Linked DNA regions of Mus musculus: region 2 is linked to region 1. Evidence: chromatin contacts called from public HiChIP or PLAC-seq data. All regions are on one chromosome and are shown on one strand. The core of a region is the stretch at or near the end of the contact, and the rest is flanking DNA. Distances in the headings are between cores, read along the strand shown.

Evidence for each region. HiChIP or PLAC-seq counts read pairs in DNA pulled down with a chosen protein or histone mark.
Region 2: a contact with region 1 is called in an H3K27ac HiChIP or PLAC-seq map of embryonic stem cells, with 9 read pairs. The contact joins the promoter of Efnb3 here to the enhancer-like site in region 1. A contact is called at or near these places in 2 of 39 promoter capture datasets (both in embryonic stem cells), 1 of 15 datasets of contacts at CTCF or cohesin (embryonic stem cells), 4 of 484 Hi-C or Micro-C datasets (Sertoli cells and embryonic stem cells), 4 of 115 datasets of contacts at active chromatin or transcription factors (all in embryonic stem cells) and 2 of 9 other capture datasets (adipose tissue and liver).

What each region holds. Positions count from the first base shown.
Region 1 is chr11:69,711,200-69,717,804 of GRCm38.p6, reverse strand. No RefSeq gene overlaps it. Among named protein-coding and RNA genes, the nearest start is that of Tnfsfm13, 18 kb to the right of the region's middle. Within about 2 kb of position 2,119, at least 75 of the 459 cell types and tissues checked have an H3K27ac peak or open chromatin away from gene starts, as enhancers often do. A contact at or near this core is called in Sertoli cells, adipose tissue, embryonic stem cells and 1 more, where this site is marked.
Region 2 is chr11:69,556,030-69,563,204 of GRCm38.p6, reverse strand. Efnb3 (ephrin B3) reads left to right here and starts at 2,968. Exons shown (of 5, transcript NM_007911.5): 1 at 2,968-3,513; 2 at 5,713-6,005; 3 at 6,207-6,299; 4 at 6,408-6,512; 5 at 6,936-7,175. The coding sequence starts at 3,392. Wrap53 (WD repeat containing, antisense to Trp53) reads left to right here. Exons shown (of 10, transcript NM_144824.3): 7 at 348-556; 8 at 708-811; 9 at 946-1,083; 10 at 1,186-1,451. The coding sequence ends at 1,426.

The DNA of each region.
Region 1 (6,605 bases), core at 870-3,369:
GGCCAGCCTGGTCTACAGGAGATAGATCCTGGTTTAGACTTCATTGTTTTATCTGTGTGAGTGCATGTAGGTGTGTGTACCACCACATGCGTGCAGTGTTCATGGAGGCCAGAAGAGAGGGTCAGGTGCTCTGGGACTGGAGCTATGGATGATTGCGAGACATCTCACAGGTTCTCAGAATTGATCCTGCATTTGTATCCTCGGCAAGAGCAACAAGTGCTCTAAATTGTTGAGCCATCTCTCAGCCCAATTTACAAAACAACAACAACAAAACAACTTATGGTGAAAAATAGTTTAATTTTTCTTCTTTTTTAGAATTAAAAAAAATACTTATTTTATTTATATGAGTACACTGCAGCTATCTTCAGACACACCAGAAGAGGGCATCAGATCCCATTACAGATGTGGTTGCTGGGATTTGAACTCAGGACCTCTGGAAGAGCAGTGCTCTTAACCACTGAGCCATCTCTCCAGCTCCTTTTTTAGAATTTTTATTTTGAGAAAGGGTCCCACCACTACTACTATGGGTCTTTAGGTTATGACCTCATGCTGTCTGTGTCTCCAGTGACTAGGATGACTGACCTGCACTAAGCCTGGTAACAGATGTCTTTATCAGAGGCGCCCCCTGTGCCTGGTCCCAGTGAGCAGCAGTGCGGCACAGCCTTGGTAGCTCTGCACTGTCTCTCAGCTTGTGCCCGGTGCCTGGGTGGCTTGTAGCTTTTACTTGTGAGCTGTTCTTGGCCTCTGAACCTGGTCTGTGGGGAAATCTTTGATCCCTCCGCCTGAGCACACCACCTCCAGAGAGAGCTTGCCTTGCTAGTTGAGGCTTGTTTCACTGCCAACCCCAGGACCCTAGAATGTCTTCCCTCAGAAGACATTCACTTTTCTCCAGAGTCAAGACAAGCTCTTCTTCCCCTTGCCCCCCATATCTTCTTTGATGAAATGGGTTTTTGTTGTTTTGTGTTTTTGGGGCGTGTTTTTGTTTTGTTTTGTTTTTGTTTGTTTTTCAAGACAAGGTTTCTCTGTATAGCCCTGGCTGTCCTAGAACTCACTTTGTAGACCAGGCTGGCCTCGAACTCAGAAATCTGCCTGCCTCTGCCTCCCAAGTGCTGGGATTAAAGGCATGCGCCACCATCACCTGGCTTCTTTCCCTTTTTTAAGACACTCTTCCATCTCTCTCTCTCTCTCTCTCTCTCTCTCTCTCACACACACACACACACACACACACACACACACACACATCCTGGCAAAATATTCATACACATTAAAAAAGCTAAAAAGTTAAATAGATAAATAGCCCCTTGCCAGACACTTGGGAGGCAAAGACAGACAGGTCTCTGTGAGTTCAAGGCCAGGTTGATGCACAGAGTGAGTTCCAGGACAGCCCAGGGGTACACAGAGAGACTCTTGTCTTGAGATAACAGAAACAACAGCAAATAGTTTATTTAAAGAGAGTCTGGCAGGGTAATAAATTAGGAAGTAAAGGTAGCCAGAGATGGCCGTAAATCACAGCTCTGCCTGCTTTCAGTACAGAAGGCTCACTGTGAGCTGGACGAAGCAGTCATCTACACTTCACAGGATTGTTTCACAGCCTGAATACTACTGCTACGATCTATTGATCAAATCATCCTGTCAACTGTGATTCAAGTCCAGAGACAACTCCATCTCTGTGGGAGGAGGAGCTGACCAGGGAAACCATGGTAACAAGAGCTTGAGTCAACTGGTCACCCTCTAGCTGCAGATAAGAAACAGATTGCTAAAGAATGCTGGCACCCACGTGTTTTCCTTTGCTTCCCGTCCTCCTCCTCTTGATTTTGAAACAAGGTTGACTATGTAGCTCTGGAAATACTAAAACTTGCTCTGTATATCAGATTGGCCTTGAACTCAGAGATCCACCAGTGCTAGGATTAGAAGTCATGTACTGCCACTCAAAACCAAAAACCTGATCCTGACGCTTATTGTGTCTTACTCTGAACTTAATGACAGACACAAGTACAGAACAAGTCACGGAAAGTTTTTATTTCATATTTATCTTACGTGTATGAATGTTTTGCCTGCTTGTCTGTATGTGCACCACACTCATGCAGTACCAGTAGGAGCCAGAAGAGGGCGTCATATGCCCAGGATTGGAGTTACGGATGCTTGCGAGCCGCCATGCTGGTGCTGGAATCCGACCCTGGCCCTCACTCAGCAAGGGCAGCAAATGCTCTTAACTGCTATGCAGTCTCTCCAGCCCATTCAAGCCTCAGAGCTTTATGTGCCTCAGCCGCTTGGAAGCTCTCCAAAGAACTTACAAACTGTGTGAACATAGAAAATGGGAATGGCAGCTGGGCGTGGTGGTAATGCCTTTAATCACAGCACTCCGTAGGCAGAGGCAGGCTGATTTCTGAGTTCAAGGCCAGCCTGGTCTACAGAGTGAGTTCCAGGACAGCCCGGGCTACACAGAGAAACCCTGTCTTGAAAAAAACAAAAACAAAAACGAAAGAGAGAAAATGAGAATGGAGGCTGGCGGTCTGTGAGTATCCCTTTGGCATGGCCTGCACATGTCCCTTGCCCCGTCATTCAAAGTTCACATACCACCTGCGGCCCCTCCAGGGTGTGTGAGTTCTTCATTGCAACGCATCTTGGTGTGCCGGGGGTCCTTCACTGCTTTAGTGGCAAAAGTACCAAACCTCCATGGCCTCCCAGATAAGCCTTACTTTCCTAAGACTGAGCCCGGGGCTCAGTTTCAAGGTCAAGCCTCATTACCTCACCAGCTTCCCTGCAAAGAGAGCATCAGCCTGCATGCCGGGTGTTTCTGAGGACCCTCATGACTCACAGCCTAGGACCCTTAGGTGTCTACCTCGTCTACCTCGCTCCTTTGAGAGGACAGACTGAAGAAGTTGGCTTTTTTGTTTTGGTTTGTTTTCTTTGTTTTTGGTTTTGTTTTGTTTTGTTGCTGTGATCCCGACGCCAAGGTGAGGACTCGGGCTCTAGAGCAGAGCTCCGGAGTTAATCAAAGACAGCTGGGCAGTCACGCGCCACCAGCTCTGGCTTATTAGTGGGAAGATCAAGGCAGATATGCAGAGCCCTGACCCTCACGTGAGACAATAGTGACCTCGTAGGCCCTCAGACAGGTGCTGACTTCTGGCTTTGCTTTCTTTTCTCATTGTCTGGTATTCATTCTCTCTCTCTCTCTCTCTCTCTCTCTCTCTCTCTCTCTCTCTCTCTCTCTCTCAGATTAGATTTAAAGCCCCTTCCTCTCTCCCTTTCTTTCTTTTTAAAATTTTATTTTACACATGTGGCTGTTTTGTCAGTATGTATGTATGTGTACCACAAGTGTGTCAGGGTGAGAAAAGGGTGTTGGATCACCCCTAAAACTGGAGTTATAGACAGTGTGAGCTGCCACCGGAGGGCTAGGAGTCCAGAGCCTCTGGAAGAGCAGCCAGTGCTCCTAACTGCTGGGCCACATCTCCAGCGCCTTTTCTTACTTTTTTCTCTTCTTTTCTTTTCCTTTCTTTTCTTTTCTTTTCTTTTCTTTTCTTTTCTTTTCTTTTCTTTTCTTTTCCTTTCTTTTCTTTTCTTTCTTTCTTTCTTTTTTTTTTTTAAAGAGACCTGTATAAGCCAGGCATGGTGGCACACGCCTTTAATCCCAGCACTTGGGAGGCAGAGGCAGAGGCAGGCAGATTTCTGAGTTCGAGGCTAGCCTGGTCTACAAAGTGAGTTCCAGGACAGCCAGGGCTACACAGAGAAACCTTGTCTGGAAAAAACAAAGAAGGAGGAGAAGAAGAAGAAGAGGAGGAGGAGGAGGAGGAAGAAGAAGAAACTCTTGGATGGGAGAGAGTCCTGCATGTGGTTGGGTCACCTACGGTTTCAGTGTAAAGGCACAAAGTAACCCCCCCCCCCAACAGAGACTCAGTTGAGCTGGCCCATGCCACAGGTCTGTAGGAGGAAGAGCTAGTATTAATCCCACCCAGGGAACATAGAAAATTCTTGTCTCAAAACACCCCCCCCCCCCCAATGATCCGGGCAGTGGTGGTGCATGCCTCTGATCCCAGCATTGGGGGGTGGGGGGGCAGAGGCAGGTGGATTTCTGAGTTCGAGGCCAGCCTGGTCTACAAAGTGAGTTCTAGGACAGCAGGGCTATACAGAGAAACCTTGTCTCGAAAAACAAACAAAAACAAAACAAAAACACGCCCCCAAAACACAAAACAACAAAAAACCGTGGCCATGTCCTCTTTGTCCTCTTTCTGTGGCACCGCCTGAGGATCCAGGATCATCGCTGGCTTCTCCCTCTGCTTCTACCCCCTTCCCTTGGGCAGTCAATCAAGCTCGGGTAACTCCCAGGTGGAAAACCAGCTGACCAAGCAGATTTACATTCCTTTCCTCATACAGGGAACTCAAGATCAGCTCTTCCATTTCTGGTCCCAACCCTGGGGTTAGCACTCTCCTAAACAGTTAACCTTTGAACTCACATTTTTGTTTGTATGTTTCCTTGCATGCTTGCTTGATTTTTCTGGTTTTCAGAGATGGTCTCATGATGTAGCCCTGACTGCCCTGAAACTCCCTGTGTTGCCCGCCCGCCCGCCCGCCCGCCCGCCCAACAGATCAGGATTCTCTAGTTTCAGCTTCCCAAGTGCTGGGACTGTAGGTGAGTGACGCCCTGCCTGGCTTTTAACCTCTGTCACCATGACAGGCTGGAGTTCCTGCCACCCAGCTGTTAGCATTCTTTCTACCTCCCATATAAAGACGTGTTTCAAGCCAGGCGTGGTGGTGGTGGCGGCGGCGGCGCACGCCTTTAATCCCAGCACTTGGGAGGCAGAGGCAGGTGGATTTCTAAGTTTGAGGCCAGCCTAATCTACAGAGTAAGTTCCAGGATAGCCAGGGCTATACAGAGAAACCCTGTCACAAAAAAAAAACAAACAAGCAAAAAAAAAAAAAAAAAAAAAGAAAAGAAAAGAAAAATACAAGTTTTTTTTTTTTTTTTTTAAGATTTATTTAATTTATATGTATGTGAATACACTGTAGCTGTCTTCAGACACCAGAAGAGGGCATCAGATCCTATTACAGATGGTTGTGAATCACCATGTGGTTGCTGGGAATTGAACTCAGGACCTGTGGAAGAGCAGTCAGTGTTCTTAACTCTCTCCAGCCCCAAAGTACAAGTTTGGTTTTTTGTTTGTTTTTGTTTTGTTTTGGGTTTTGTTTTTTTTTGTTGTTGTTGTTTTTTTTTTTTTTTTTTTTTTTTTTGGTTTTTGGTTTTTTTGAGACAGGATTTCTCTGTGTAGCCCTGGCTGTCCTGGAACTCACTCTGTAGACCAGGCTGGGCTTGAACTCAGAAATTCACCTACCTCTGCCTCCCAAGTGCTGGGACCAAAGGCGTGCGCCACCACGCCTGACAAAATACAAGTTTTTGTTTGTTTGTTTGTTTGTTGTTTTTTTTTTTAATTACAGGACCTACAGTTAAGAGACTGTGGATTCTTTTTTTTTTTTAAGATTTATTTATTTATTATATGTAAGCACACTGTAGCTGTCTTCAGACACACCAGAAGAGGGAGTCAGATCTCATTACAGATGGTTGTGAGCCACCACGTGGTGGCTGGGATTTGAACTCAGGACCTTTGGAAGAGCAGTCGGGTGCTCTTACCTGCTGAGCCATCTCACCAGCCCCAAAATACAAGTTTTTAAAGTAATAAAAGTAAATATTTTAACAATGAAGAGAAGAGTTTGTGACCTAGAATGCAAATGCTGTGCTCCACCCTGCCCCAGGGTGGAGTGTGCTGTCACTAGTTTCCCAGGACTTAATTTCTATTGTATCTCCCAAACTATCAAGGTAAGCACAAAGGTTAGGGTTAAAGGGTATTGTGCCATGAAATGTTTGTGAACCCCAAAAGACCACCAAGGACCTGAATATGATGCAGTCAAATTAGGGTTTCTTTATTCAGGCTCAACCTTGGGGTCCCTGCCAGCCCTGATATGGCAGGAAGGCAGATCCCTGAGCCTACCTAGTTTCAAGCAAGCATTTATAGAGGCAAGAAAGGGGTGTCTAGCCTGGTACACATCTGACTGGGGGGGGGCATTACGGCCTTTAACACAATTGGCTGGTGCAGGATCCAAACCATAAACTTTTGTTTTCCTTCTGATAGTGGTTGTTAGGAAGTGAGGTGTCAGAAGCAGGCTTGTAACCTGGGGGGTGCGAACTCTTGGGGAATAACCTGGAAACTGGTGCTAGATGCAAGTTTTGTTGTGGGGGGAGTGTAACCTGGAAACTGGTAGACACAGGTCTTGTTGGGGGCTAACCTGGAAACTGATGCTAGGTACCAGCCTGTTAGTTAACTTGAGTTCAACCTTAGGTCAGGTTCTCTAAGACTCAGACTGTGAAGCTAGAGACACTGGAAATGAGGAGGAAAAAAAGTGGCTTGCTTCTGCTTCTGGTTCTGTGTTAGCTAACCCGACCAGGTAAGAGTCAGGACTTGGGAAAAGGCTCTAGGAAAAAACAACAAAACCAGCTTCAACAGGCTCTGAGTGGCTCCTGGGCCCAGCCCTGCTTCAGGGCAACATTCTCAGAGCACAAACCCCCTACTCAGATTCATCTAGTGTGTCCAACTAAAACTGACTCAAGTGCT
Region 2 (7,175 bases), core at 1,719-4,218, 160 kb after region 1:
GTCCATCCGAAGGAGACAGCAGCCTCCGGGCATAGAGGGAGCCCTCCCCAGGCTCTTCTGTTGGGTTAGACAGGCATTGTACCACTGAACTTTAGAAAGTTGAAGGGGAAGGAGAGTCCCATTTCCTGTAGGCCTTTAGCTCTTCATCCCTTCCAGGAAAAGTGGGATGTGAGAGGGAAGAAGGGCGCTAGGCTCTTTAGGGAACTGAGTGACCCGGGAACCATACGAGATCGTCAGATTGCTTGTGACAAACATGGCGGCGGATTGAGTCCCAGCATGTCGGTGGAGGGTGGAGGCCATTAGCTAGGTAACGCCCTGTACTAACTGTTCTCTTGTTTCCTCCACAGCCAAAAAGCAGGGCCAGAGCGGTATCATCTCCTGTATAGCCTTCAGTCCATCCCAGCCCCTCTATGCCTGTGGCTCCTACGGCCGCACCATAGGCCTGTATGCCTGGGATGATGGTTCGCCTCTTGCCTTGCTGGGAGGCCACCAAGGGGGTATCACCCACCTTTGCTTTCACCCTGATGGCAATCTCTTCTTCTCGGGAGCCCGAAAGGTATTGGTCAGAGCCCAAAGCATGTGGGTAGTCAGGAGTGGGGATGTTGTCTGTAACGTGTTAAAATGTGCCAAGTTTGAGGGACTCAGGGAGGCTGAGGTGGAGTCAGCAGAGAGAGTGGCTGACTCCAGACCCCTGTTCTTATCTTTAGGATGCTGAACTTCTGTGCTGGGATCTCCGGCAGCCAGGCCACCTCCTGTGGTCTCTGAGTCGGGAAGTGACCACTAATCAGCGCATCTACTTTGATCTGGACCCGTAAGTGGCTCTGGCCCCTTCCAGGCTCAAGCAAGGATGTCAGAATGCTGCCGTAGGGGTCTAGGCCACTACATAGGAATGGCTTCTACCCCAAGGGTCATGCCTGTCTGCTACAAATCTCCCGTCTTTCCCAGGAGCGGTCAGTTCCTAGTGAGCGGCAACACCAGTGGAGTTGTCTCTGTGTGGGATATCAGTGGAGCTCTTAGTGACGACAGCAAGCTGGAACCCGTGGTGACTTTTCTGCCTCAGAAGGACTGCACCAACGGAGTCAGGTCCTCATTCCCTGAAGGAGCTTGGGGCTAGGGTTTGGGAGGAAGGTGGGTTTCTTGGGTATTATCTTGAACTAGGTGCTGACCGACTGCTCTCTTCTCCAGCCTTCACCCTACCTTGCCTCTACTGGCCACTGCTTCTGGCCAGCGCGTGTTCCCTGAGCCCACCAATAGCGGGGATGAAGGTGAGCTGGAGCTGGAGCTTCCTCTGCTCTCCCTGTGCCACGCCCATCCCGAATGTCAGCTTCAGCTCTGGTGGTGTGGAGGGGGACCTGACCCCAGTAGCCCTGTTGACGACCAGGATGAAAAGGGACAAAGAAGGACAGAGGCTGTGGGGATGAGTTAATATAAAGACTTTGTGTCACACTGGAGTCATTGTGTCTGTTCGGGGTGGCACGTGACTGGTGGTAGTAGGTTCCTTTGTCCGGCATCTGTGGGGTCTGGCATATTGTTCCCAAAACCAAGGGGCTGAGGGGTGGGACCAGGCAGGAGCCAATGAGGTGCTGAGCATGGTGTGAAGTCAAGCAGGTGGGGGTGGGGTCTCATGCCATTGACTGTGTGGTTGCTAGGCAACTTGGTAAACTGAGGAGCAAACCTGTTTAAAATCTCACTCCTGAGGTGGCTGCATCAGGGGTCAGAGTGAGCTGGCCTGAGCAGGGGTGGCAGACGATTGAGTGTGACTGTGAGACTAAGCAGACAGTGACAGACAGACAAGTCAGTGCTGATGGCTGCACACCGCCCTGTTTACTATCATGCAGCTGCAGAAGAGAAGGGTGCAAGACACGGTGTCCCACTGCACCCCAGTAGGCAAAGGAAGGACACACAGGAAGGAGCAAACAGAAAAACAGCTGCTTCTTATTGGACTCCCTCTAGACTGCGGCGCACGCTCGGGCAAGGGGCTTGCTCGGTAGTTCTTCGTGCTTCTCCATCTGTCCACTCTCCCTCCTCCCCACACACCTTGTCAAATACCCAGAATGAGAGTCTTTGAAGAGATGCTGTCAACGGGGCCATGGTGGGGACCACAGTCAAAGGGAAAGGAGCAGCCTGTGGAGGATTGGGCTGGAAGGAGAGGAATGTCGCCCCTGCCGGGAGGTGCTGAAAGCCTTGCTTCTTACACCCAAGAAGGCAGCTCCTCCCTTCCCCCAGGATAATTGGAAACAGCCTTTCCTGTGGATTGCTGCTTTGGGGTTATAGGTACCCCCTTTCCTCTCCCAGTCATACTTTTCTCCGTGATCACCCAAGAAGGGCCAAAATTTACTACTCCCTGGTCTCTTCGTCTAATCCACAGAAAACAGTAAAGGGTCCAAGAAACCGTGACAAAATGAACCCCAGGAAAGGGGGAGTTCAGCAGCCTAGATTGTGTCTTCGGGGTTTTCCTAAACTCCCCGTGTGACCTTGGGCAAGTCACGGGGTCCCCTCTCAACCTGGATAGCTCTACCCCCTCCCACTTCACACAGGTAGCCCATCAACTTAGCGTTACTTTGTGAAGTGCCTAGCCTTCAAGGTTATCATTATCCTCTCCAGACCGCCTGGAAAGCCGCGGTGTTGTTTTGGAATGGGAGAGGAGTAGGCTGCGGGGAGCAAAGGGGGAAGGTTTTTTCGGGGTGGAGAGGGCAAGAGCCTTTCTGGATGCTAGCGAGGAAGATTCCAAACGCTCGGGCAATCGGAGGGCAGGAAGGAAAGCAAGTAGAAACTCAGCCAGAGACGGACACTGCCAGAGACAAAGGGGGCGTGAGAGACCGCGCCGGGCAGCGAGGCGGGGTGGCGGACGGGAGGTGTGCGAGGTGAGGGAGGTGTGGGGGGCGTGGGCCGCGGGATGCGACGCCCGCTCCGACTGTGCTCCAGCTCCGGTTTTTCCCTCCACCATGCTCTCCCCCTCCCCGCCTCTCCTTTAACTCCCCCCTCCTGGGCTCGGGACTGGTTTCCTCCCTTAGCCCGCTGCCCTCAATCCCGGCGAGGCTGGGGCTCCAGCTCGGTGTCTCCTTCTTCGCTCCCTTGCCCGGCGCCTCATGTTGCCCCCGCCCGGCCCTCGGCTCCCCATGTCCCCCACGTAGCGGGGCGCACAAATCCCGAGGTGCGGCGCGTGGGCCGGGGGCGCGTAAGGCGCCTGCAGACGGCCCCTGCAAGGGTTCTTGTGGGGCTGAGCGCTCTGGAGCCGGGGAGCAAGCATCGCAGAAAAGAGGGTCCTTGTGGGAGCTGGGGGTGACTAGCCACCCACCAGGGTGACTGGGGTTCCACAGCGTGGTAGCCACCCCTGGGGGTGAGAGACTTTGGGGGAGTTGGTGCCCCGCCCCCAGGCCTTGGTAGGGTCATGGGGGCCCCCCATTTTGGGCCAGGGGGTGTGCAAGTCGGGGCCCTGCTGCTGTTAGGTTTTGCGGGGCTGGTATCTGGACTCAGCCTGGAGCCTGTCTACTGGAACTCGGCGAATAAGAGGTGAGTGGTTGGGACTGAGGAGATTCCAGTCCCATGGATAAGGGATATGGAAGCTTTGAGACTAACCGGGCTAGGATTCTGAGCTGAGAGGGGGCTGGCAGAAGGGTGCTTGCTGTAGCGCTGAGGTGAGGTGACAGGTTACAAGACAGAGCAATGATCTTGAGAGCCAGACTCCTAGTCTCACAGAGCTGGTTGTGGGTGGTGATACCATGTGTCAGGAGTTGGGAGATCTTAAAGGGGCAAAGATAAAGTTCACGGGCAGGGGGAGGGCAATGGAGTGGCTATTTGGCTCTGGAGGAGACCTGTGTCATCTGCGTTGAAGGGAGCCTGGTTAATGTCAGCTCTCGGGAGAGAGGTGCTGAATGGGTGCTGCTGAGGCACTGAGGAGAAGGGCAGGGACACCTAGCTCCCAGGAGGCACTCGGTGTTGCAGATGAGGGGGAAGGGGGTTCAGTTTGGGGCTATAGAACAACCCACCCAAGGTTCCTTGACTCTCAGTCTGTGTTCCCAACTGGTGTTCACAGCCAGAGGACTAGTTGACCCTTTGGTTGAACAGTTTGGCAACTAGAACATGGTCCTGTCTTCCTGGTTTGGTGGACTCTTTCTGGAGGCCCCTCAAAGCCCCCTCCTTCTCTCCTGCCACTGGGAGTCCTGAGGGTGCCACTGGCCTCTCCAGTCATCTTGACCGACCGCAAACTCTCCCATCGGGGACTCCGGTCCCTGACATGCTAGCTTTGCTTGGAAAGAGGCCAAGGGTCAGTCAGTCACACAGGGCAGACAGAACCTCTGGGAGGCCATCTAAGTGATTTGTCTCCATGACATTTCCTATCCCCACCAGCCCAAGAGTTCTGTGTTTCAGAAACTTCCTCCTTCGCTGGGGCGGTTGTGAGAGGTCATGGGAGGGGGGAGTGGACCTGAGACTTTATCAGGCACTTGGTCTTAACACTAGCCCTGCTCTTTGCAGAAAGCTGTGTGGTCTTAGGCATGTCACTTAACCTCTCTGAGTTTGTATCTTCAGTCCTTACAGCTGTTATGAGGATTGGAGGCAAGGTATTTGGACATATTATGTACTCATTCATGAAAGGAGAGGTAGGATTGGTTTTTTTGTTTGTTTGTTTGTTTCTGTTTTTTTGCTTCCTGGCTTTCCTGCCCTATTCCAATCTTGGTACCTCCTCTCCCTCCTATATCTCAGTGGGAATAGTCAATCACAAGTTCTCCCACCTGCCAGCAACTCCTGGCTGCAGTTTTGAGCACTAAGTATACCTTGAGGATATAAATGGGCTATCCTGTTAGGGTTGAGAGAGACAAGGCGTTGGGGCTTTCTGAGGTTCTTTTGGGTATTGGGTGGGAGCTGGTCAGTACGAATCTGGGAAGATGCTGGGCAACAGCTTTGTGGAACCGGGTTTCAACTGTGGATGCACAGGCAGGGGCTTGCTGTGGTAGGCAGGTTGTGGCTGTGCTGGGCCCATCCATTCCCTGGCTAACTGGGCATGGAGATGCTGCTAGTAGTTTGTGTCAGCTGTAGTGACAGAAGCCAACTACTTCAATTCCTCAACTGGAGAACACTTTCCTCAGAAAGTTTAAGCCCCAAGGTGGAACGCAGGAAGAATGATCAGAGTGATTGGCATCTATGCGTCCATTCTCATCAGCCCCATTTTGGTCATTGCCAAACTAGCATTTACTTCATGTCTCATTAACTGACTAACTTGGATCCCAGATCCCAGCCCCACCACCACCACCCCAACCTATACCTTGCCCCCTTTGCCCTGAAATTCAGTGGTGGCCTGGAGGAGGGGGAGGTTCCATCCCCATGGTTGAATGCCATGGAATAGTGAAATCACCTGGGAGGGGTAGGCTGTGTGGTTCCAGAGAGGCCAGCTCCTTGGTAACTGGCATCCTGTTGCCATGGCAACGGCACCGGTGATGGAGCGGGAGATGGCAGTGTGCATGTGGTGAGGGCGGGCTGAAGAGTGCATTTGGGCACACCAAGGGGCAAGAGACCTCTGAGCCTGGCTTCCTGCTGCTTCTGATGTGAGCTTGCAGAGCCCTTAGTTCCCGGGCTTACTGAACACAGGACTCAAACAAAGGCAATGGGCGGGAGCTAAGAATTGCTGTCCGAGGTGGTTGGGAGTGAGAGAGGGAAAGCTTTGGGCGCCACACCCCTGACACCTCTTCCCTGCCTACCTTGTCTTCCCTGTAGGTTCCAGGCAGAGGGCGGTTACGTGCTTTATCCTCAGATCGGGGACCGGCTAGATCTACTTTGTCCCCGGGCTCGGCCTCCTGGCCCCCACTCCTCTCCTAGTTATGAGTTCTACAAACTGTACCTGGTAGAGGGTGCCCAGGGTCGGCGTTGTGAGGCACCCCCTGCCCCAAACCTTCTTCTCACATGTGACCGGCCAGACCTGGACCTCCGCTTCACCATCAAGTTCCAGGAATACAGCCCTAACCTCTGGGGCCACGAGTTCCGATCCCACCACGATTACTACATAATTGGTACTGCCAGACGTCGAGCAGGGGCAAATAGAGTGTCCGTGGGATGGAGGGGGAGGAAGGTTAGAGCCATTGGAATCCACCACTGGGTATTCAGTAATGCTCCCTTGGCATTCAGTCGTGCTTCCCTCCCCCCCCCCCCCCAGGGAACAGGGGAGGGCTGGACCTAGGAGTGATGACTTCTACTTCTGCTCTTATTCTCAGCCACATCAGACGGGACCCGGGAAGGCCTTGAGAGCTTGCAAGGAGGCGTGTGCCTAACCAGAGGCATGAAGGTGCTTCTGCGAGTGGGACAAAGTGAGTGGGGGACAGGGGACTCCTGCTAAGGGCTGAGTTTAGGTGGTACATGCAAATCTGGGGCAGTTCTCTCAGCCCCTCTCTCACTCACGTCTTTCCCATCTTCAGGTCCCCGAGGAGGAGCTGTACCCCGAAAACCTGTGTCTGAAATGCCCATGGAGAGAGACAGAGGGGCAGCTCACAGCGCGGAACCTGGGAGGGACACCATACCAGGTAGGAACCAGGAGCCCAGGCACTGCTGCCTCTGCTCCCAGACCCCAGCTGCCCTGCCTTCACCCTCTCCTGCCCGCCCTCCCTCTCCCGCTTTGGGGGCGGCTATACAGGAAAGAGGAGAAGAGAGGATGGGAGGGTGGGAGGGAAGTGGAAGCCAAATGAGGAAAAGACTCAATTAGAACTAATTAGCCAAGTCACTGCTTCAATCAGTGCTGTCAAAGAAGGGGGGGGGGCACATGGCAGGGAGCTGGAGGCCGGACACCTGGATTTCCATCCCAGTTTGGGGGAGGGAATGTGGGGTACCTAAGGGGCCTGGGTACTGCTGGGGAAGCCCATGGGGACCCCCAGGGCTGGGTGTACCCAATATCCAGATGGTTCCTTCAGCCCCTCCCCCTCTTTCCTCCTTCACCCCTTCCCTGCCAGGTGACCCCAGCAGCAATGCAACCTCCCGGGGTGCTGAAGGCCCCCTGCCCCCTCCCAGCATGCCCGCAGTGGCTGGGGCAGCAGGGGGGATGGCGCTGCTCTTGCTGGGCGTGGCAGGGGCTGGGGGTGCCATGTGTTGGCGGAGACGGCGGGCCAAGCCTTCGGAGAGTCGCCACCCTGGTCCTGGCTCCTTTGGGAGGGGAGGGTCTCTGGGCCTGGGTGGTGGAGGAGGGATGGGGC